Regions from separate parts of the Mus musculus genome. Here region 2 is linked to region 1. Evidence: chromatin contacts called from public HiChIP or PLAC-seq data. All regions are on one chromosome and are shown on one strand. The core of a region is the stretch at or near the end of the contact, and the rest is flanking DNA. Distances in the headings are between cores, read along the strand shown. Region 1 holds the start of 4930433N12Rik (RIKEN cDNA 4930433N12 gene). Region 2 holds the start of Alkbh8 (alkB homolog 8, tRNA methyltransferase).

Region 1 (3,938 bases), core at 18-2,517:
AAAATCAAAGTTCAAGAACAAGTTTTCAAGTACATCTGTTTTTCTTCAGAGCTGGGACTGAATCCAGGACCTCACTGATGGGGAGCCAGCACTCTGCCAACTTACAGTACCAGTAACAACAAAAAACCTTCCAGTCGTAAAAATGAAAAGATAAAAACAAAATATCAATTCTAGTGGAGGGTAGAACACATACTTCAAAGCAGAACATGATTATGATCAGCTGCTTCTAGCTGATAATTTTCAAAGTAGAAACTGGGGCCCAACAAATCTTTGAGTCTCCCATTCACCTACCTAGGGCACAGAGCGCCACCCACTGGGAGTTTCTGACTGAATTCAAAATCTCACTTTTAATATATACTTGAGGAGTTTAACACCAATGTTTGAAACTTTCAGGGATTTTACAACTCATCGACGTATAGTTATTTGTTCCTTGGACCCATACAGATCATTTTCAACATATCCAATCATCAGAACCATCCTAGCCTCAGCACAAACGTTAGGGCTTCCATATCTCTCTGCTTTTCCACTACCTCTCTGCAACATCCCATCATGCCTTCCATTCCCTCCCACCCTAGGTGAGTCTCGACCTGGGTGCTGAGAATAAAACCCAGGTCCTTTGCAAGAACAGGTGCTCTTAACCTCGGGGCCAAGTCTCCATCCGCCTCCCAAACTAGGATCTGCACCTTCCAAATCTCACTGAGGGATTTCAACTCTGACCCCCTGAGCCCGCGCGAGTTTCCGGAGCTCGGCTGGGTGGGTGGGAATGTGGTGCGCTGGGTAGGTATAGATCCCTTTGCTCAGCGCCTGCCCGGAGGGGTTGGGAAACAGCACCCACAGCTCCTCCCTTCCCTGCCATGGCCTAGAGCGACTAGCTTGGGCACTGGCCACAGAGTCTGGCAGTTCTAAACCTCACCCCAAGCTGACCACTGTACCCCGGGCTCCGCCTCTCACAGGTTGTTCAGTTTATCCCTCAGGTTGTTGCACCACTCACCAGCAACACAGTCTGCCCCCAGATTGGTGCCACAGGCCTGGGCTCAGCCTCTTGCCTGCCTAAGTTCCGCGCTTGTCCTGTTGCTCCACACTAGGACTCTGCCTCTCATGCTCCAAGCCCCTTCCTCAATCTATTTCCTCTACTCCTGGACTCCACTTTTTGCGCTCCTAAACCCGGTCCTCAGCCCAATTACTACAGACCCTGGCTCCGCCTTCATCATTTCTAAGTTCCGCCCTCATAACTGTTGCTCCCCTCTGGACTCCGCCTCTCGCGCAACAAGCCCCGCCCTCAGCCTATTTCTCCACTTCCGGGATCTGCCCTCTGGGCCCCTGAGCTCCGCCCTCAACCGCTGGCTTCACACCGAGGCCCCGCCTCCCACGTGCGGGCGCTCCTCTCCTAGAGCTCACTGGTCTTTCCAGAAGTCCTCAAGTTTCATGCGACCAGCAGTGAACTTTACTGGGTAGGGGTGGGAAGCCGGTGGCTCCGGACAGTCGTGATAACCCGGCACAGAAGCAGAGTCGCATTTCGGAGCGTCCACTCGTAACGCGGCTTCTCGCACACGGAGCCCGTAGTCCAGGGGAGAGGAGGCCAGGGAGGCCCTGGAGAGGTTGTAGGTACAGGATGATCGGCAGTGGAGACCCTGTCGGGCTCAGGAAGGCACTGTGAGCAGCAAGGAGCTGAACCCCTTTTCCCAGACAGTAGAGTCTCCCCTCCCCCTCGGGGACCTTTACCTGTCACCCCCTGAAGGATCGAACAGGGGTTGTCCACTAAATTGGCCTTAGGCACCATTTGTCTAGGGCAAGCTGGCTGGGCCTCAGAACTTAGTACTCTGGGCCATTGAGGTGTCCAGGGAGCACACTGAGCATCACTTTTGTGTAGGGATTGTGCCCAGGGCTGGGGCATGGGCGGGAGCTAATGTCCACAGGCAGTGCCAGCAATATGCCAAATGCACCAAGCACCAAGGCAAAGCCACAAGGCTGCAGATGACTTCTTTCAGGCAACTCAATTTTGTGCTAAACCTCAATAGACTTTCTTTTGTCAGGACCCTGCAAAGAGTAGAACACCAGCTATTCAAGGATGTAGATGAAAGTTACTCCCCAAAACCAAGAGTGGTGTAAATTATATTTAGTCCCTGTCTCCAAGGGTTTATAAAGATAATTTAAAATGCCTTTGAGATGACAAAAGTTAAGACTCATCATTTTACTTAGATTTGCATCCTACCGTTATAATTTTAGGCTCCCTCATAATCGTATTAGCATTTTACTCTCTCGGTACTATTTTTTCATTAATTCATCAATTTCATTTCATCCTGGCTAGGTTCTTTCATCATTTCCTTCCCAGCATGCACTTGTACATGCTGTACACTCCACTCTCTTCATTACCACAACAGGACTACAAAATCTTTAGAGGATGAACAGCCAAACAAGGTGACTTACCGCCTGCCAGGAGAGCTTATTAAAGGATTTCATTTCTTGGGCATCCAGGTAACTTATTCACAAAAACTCATTTTTTTTTATTTCAATTATATGTGTATTGGTGTTATGACATATATATGTATGTATAAACCCTTGGAACCCTTGAAACAGGAGTTACAGACATGAGCTGCCGTGTGGGTGCTGGGAATTGAACCAGGTCTCTGGAAAAACAACTACTGCTCTTGAGTCATCTCTCCAGACCCTAGAATATTTATCAAAACATTTCTCATCTGTGCCTTAAAGGCTCATAGAACTGTAACTTTTAAGTGTATCTTAAAGGGCATTTTTTTTCCTGCAAGAAAGGATTATTGCATAAGGAAATCCATAGTGTGAAGATAATTAAAATATTTTTAATTTATACAAAAGTTTCATCTGTATGAAAGTTTTTCTTTACTGCATTGTAGTAGTCAAGAGGTTCTGGAGAGTTTCAGATTTTCAAGATTAGGGACATTTAATCGTTTGTTTTGTTTTTTTGTTTTCTTTGAAATTTTTGGTAGGTTTACTTTCTATTACTTTCACATCTGGGGGTGGGGGGTGTCTCAATATTTTGCCTGTACCTGTCTCTAACTCCAAGGCACAAGCAATTCTCCTGCCCCCATCATATGCTGGAATTACAGGATTGTGACTTCATAAGTTTCTACCTATATTTTGATAAGATTTTGGATTTATAATTTGATAGTGAAGTGGGATAAGAATTTGGGGACTGTCAAAAAATATATATGAGAACTTAGAAGTCTCAAGAGCAGAGTGTTATGGATTGAATTAGGTTCCTTAAAAACTTATATGTTAACCTGGTACAGTGCCACATATCTATAATCACAGCACTTGCAATATAGAGATATGAGAATTATAAATTCAAGGCCATTCTTGAATATATATATATATATATATATATATATAGAGAGAGAGAGAGAGAGACAGAGAGAGACAGAGAGAGACAGAGAGAGACAGAGAGAGAGAGACAGAGACAGAGAGAGAGACAGAGAGAGAGACAGAGAGAGAGAGAGAGATGGATATAGTGATTTTGAGGCCTGGCTTGGCTACATGAAACCTTGATATATATGTGTGTGTGTGTGTGTGTGTGTGTGTGTGTGTGTATGCCAAGAAAAATGTTATACTCCCCAATGATATCATATGGTTTCCCTCACAAACTAATATAGCCATTGTCAAGAAAGTAAAATGGCCCAGGTACAGGGTGTATGCCTGTCATCCCAGAACACAGTACAGCAGGGCAAGAGCCTGGGTTACATGATGGCACTACCTGAAGAAGCAAATGGAAAGACAATATAGAAGGTTGGAGAGATGGCTCACTGGTTAAGAGCTCTTGCTATGCCAGGCATGGTAACAACCTTTAATCTTAGTACTCAGGACACAGAATCAGGCTGTTCTCTGTGAGTCCAAGGCCAGTACGTAGAGGGACTTTTTTTTTAAAAATTTTTATTAGGTATTTTCCTCATTTACATTTCCAATGC
Region 2 (3,641 bases), core at 128-2,627, 140 kb after region 1:
GAACCAAAGAGAGTAAGAGTATGTCAGAAGGATGGATAGAGAGACACACAGGAAGTAAGAAGGAAGAAAATTCAGTTTAAAAAAGATTTTTTTTAAGGTGGGCATTTTTTAAGGGGTATTCCTTCTGGGACATTGGCTGAGGAGGAAGGTCAACTGGGTACTTTCTCTGCCTCGCAGAGCTAGCAGGCTTTCTTCCCAGCATCTGGTTCCCAAGTCTTCATAGGAAAAATCAAACAACATGACTGCCCCAAGGTATGTTTTGAAGAGGAGGTTTATTGTAGATATGAGGGAGAGAATAGCCAGAAACATCTGGAAGTGTTTATACTGAACATGGCCAACAGACAGAGCTTGGCTTTGGGGGGTTGGGAGGGGGTAAGAGAGAAGAGAGGGATGCAAGTGTACCAAGAAAGAGCCAGGAGTAGAACCAGATAGGAGCCAATAGGCCAAGAGACCCAGTGTCCAAAATAGCTATGTTATATGGAGATCAATAAGTCGGGAAGGGAAGAAGCAGAAAGTTAGTCCCTGAGATGGAAAGGTTTAGGGGAAGGGGAGAGGTGAGCAGTGCTGGGAGGAGCAACAGGTACTGAGTAATGTTGCAGAGAGCTGCAAGTATTTGCATTGATGTTTTAGTAGGCACTTCAGTCAGTGATTTGTCCCTCTTTCTTTGAGGCCTAACAATGTGGAGTTGAGTAAATACTACAAATTAAAAACAATACTGTTACTGTTTTTTTGTCATGAGTCAATCTCATAATAGGGATATAATTATTGTCTTTAATTTTTCTGCCATTTAAACTTTACTTTGAAATATCTTTCCTGAAGTAGATCCAGTTTCTTCTGTTTTAGAGTTTCTACTCTTTCTGGTTTTTTAGATTATATTATAATTTACTCATTGCATTTCCTACCTCCAAACCCTCTCCTATACCCATCGTCCTTGCTCTTTCAAATTCATCACCTCTTTTATTATTAATTGTACATACATACATTAATACAAATTGTACAATGTTTCTTGTATTTAAGTGTTTTCAGGCTGATCATTCATTGTTGGATAAACAATTGGCGTGCTCTTCCCTGGAGAAAAGTATTTCTCTTGCTCTCAGAATTCCTTATTTGCATATTGTTCTTTGTGTAGGGTTTAGACGTTCTCGACTCTTTGCCTGACCACACAAACACAACCGTTTTCATTGTCTTTGTTCAGTTCAGTATAGGCAGTCACACTAGAGAGACTTTATGGGTGTGGCTTCTGATGTTCCCAGGAGACACAATTCACAGTAAACTTCCGTTTCTCCACCTCCATTTTCTCTGCAGTGTTCTAAGCCTGAGGTATAGGAGTTGTGCTGTAGATGTCAGTTGAGACTGAACTCTACAGCTCTGCATTTCGATTGGTGTGGTTTACACAGGTAAGTTCCCTTAAGACTACAGTTATTTGTGAGTATAAGATCAAATGTTTAGCATTTAGTAACGTGATAGTTGTAGGTCCTATTCCAACGATTACTATTCACCCAAATAAAGCAGCCAAATTTTCTGTTTCAAGCAGCAGTTTACAGACATTTGGCGGAGAAAGGGTCAACAAAGAATTTGAGTCCCGAAGGGGGTTGTGGTAGCCCCAGGGACTCATGGGAAATGTAGTACTATTGTCTGCAACATGGCGGCGTCCGGTTGAAAGGGTGTCAGAGCATAGGTGGTCAGGCTGCACCGGGGAAGGCTGGCGATTGACAAAGCAGCTGGGAGGTGAACATTTCTGGTGAGGAGAGAGAAAAGTGTACGCCACCTGATTGGGGCCTGGGGATATGGAGGATCGCAAATCCTGGCTTACTCCTTTCAGCTCCCTGTCTGCTCTGTCCTGACCAGCATGGGCCGACTCAGACCGCGAAGAGTGCAGTTTATGGGTTGGGGAGGTAAGGCCGTTGGGAACCCTGGTAGGATCTAATGTCCTTATGTTTGGCATATGATGGATGCCTAGCGGTGTCTGTATTAGCTGCCATAGGGGTTGAAGACCAACCCTTGCTTTTAGTCGTTTTTCAGCAAGCATCAATTCTGTGAAGCACGGATATGCAAGGCACTCTTGGCCCACATCTGCCTTATATTTTTTTCTTGATCAGTCCTTCTGCTTCTGGGGTCAAGTAGTGTCAGACTGTGGTTTTGATGATTTCGTTTAACGTTTGTCTCTAGCTGTTTAGCAGGTACCCAAGATTGTAGACGAGAGTTTCTGACTCCAACACATGCAGATAATTGGGATACTCACTCGGTGGGTGTTACGGAAATCGCTGAAGATGGCTGCCAAAATTAGAATTACGGAGTTTAATAGCTAAAATGGCAAATTCTGCTTAGGTTTATTTAAATATGTATATTTAATGAGTCGCTACTACATATCACATCCTGTTTAAGTGCTGTGTACTACCCGGTGAATAATACAGACAAAATCACTACTTCATGTACTTAACTTTCTATTCACTTACAGAAGATAACAAACAATGAGTGTAAGAAAAAATAGAGTGTGTAATTCAGAAACGGTAATTTTTTTCTAAGTCTTAATGTTTAACTCTGCTTTCTTTTTAAATAGATAATGTAATTTGGATAGCTTATTAATTCAAAAGACATGTATCACCTGCATGTGTATCTATATACCACCTACATGCCAGAAGAAGGAGTGAGATCTGGAACTGGAGTTGTGAATGGTTTGAATTACTATGTGGGTGCTAGGACTTGAACCCGGGTCCTCTGGAAGAGCAGCTAGTACATATAACCAGAGTCATCTCTCTAGCCACAGCTCTATTTTCTAACTCAGACACGGATACAGTACAGTTGGTACTTGGGGTACTATCCAACAAGATATATTGAGAGTTTACTAGTAGCAGAGCCTTTATTTCTTTGTTCTCGTCTTACCAACAGAGAATTTGCTCAGACTGAAGGCAACTGAACAACTAACTGCGATGGCTAGTATCCTATTTAATAGTGACCTTACTCCTGTCACATGCCAGGTGCATCCAAGCAGCTGTGCACTGACCCGATCCCTGTTCTTCACATCTGAGTAATCAGCCAAGGCCTATTGATCCTGTGGGAACTTTGTTCTCATCCTTGCCCTCCTCTCCTCCCCTCCCCTCCCCTCCCCTCCCCTCCCCTCTCCTTTCCTTTCCTTTCCTTCTATGCCTCCAGTAGAAACTAGGTTAACATTTCTGCTTGCTACAGGTGGATTAGTGCAGGTCTTCTCATTCTGAATTGTCCTATCATCATTTACAATTAACCTGCTTTACTGACTGTACCTCTTAACTTGTTTGCTAAGAAACTGAAGTAATGCCATTTTCCTACTGTCAAACTACTAGAGTTTTGACTGTGCCTTAGTTGGGTTTTTTTGTTGTTTTTTTGTTTTTTGTTTGTTTGTTTGTTTGTTTTTTGAGACAGGGTTTCTCTGTGTAGCCCTGGTTGTCCTGGAACTCACTCTGTAGACCAGGCTGGCCTCGAACCCAGAAATTCACTTGCCTCTGCCTCCCAAGTGCTGGGATTAAAGGCGTGCACCACCACACCGGGCTTGCCTTAGTTGTTTTGAAACATAATTTTATTTGTTTATTTTGTTTGTTTACTTTGAGGTATGCAGCTTTATTCTAGAGGGTCAGTAAACATATGCTACTCAAAAAATTTTATGC

What was found. HiChIP or PLAC-seq counts read pairs in DNA pulled down with a chosen protein or histone mark.
Region 2: an H3K4me3 HiChIP or PLAC-seq map of stem cell-derived neural progenitor cells shows a contact between it and region 1, with 49 read pairs. The contact joins the promoter of Alkbh8 here to the promoter of 4930433N12Rik in region 1. A contact is called at or near these places in 2 of 484 Hi-C or Micro-C datasets (both in embryonic stem cells) and 5 of 115 datasets of contacts at active chromatin or transcription factors (embryonic stem cells and stem cell-derived neural progenitor cells).

What each region holds. Positions count from the first base shown.
Region 1 is chr9:3,198,546-3,202,483 of GRCm38.p6, forward strand. 4930433N12Rik (RIKEN cDNA 4930433N12 gene) reads right to left here and starts at 1,268. Exons shown (of 5, transcript NR_027988.1): 1 at 992-1,268. Gm31138 (predicted gene, 31138) reads left to right here and starts at 1,349. Exons shown (of 3, transcript NR_166724.1): 1 at 1,349-1,605; 2 at 2,309-2,475.
Region 2 is chr9:3,333,854-3,337,494 of GRCm38.p6, forward strand. It overlaps Alkbh8 (alkB homolog 8, tRNA methyltransferase), which reads left to right and starts at 1,378. Exons shown (of 12, transcript NM_026303.1): 1 at 1,378-1,397.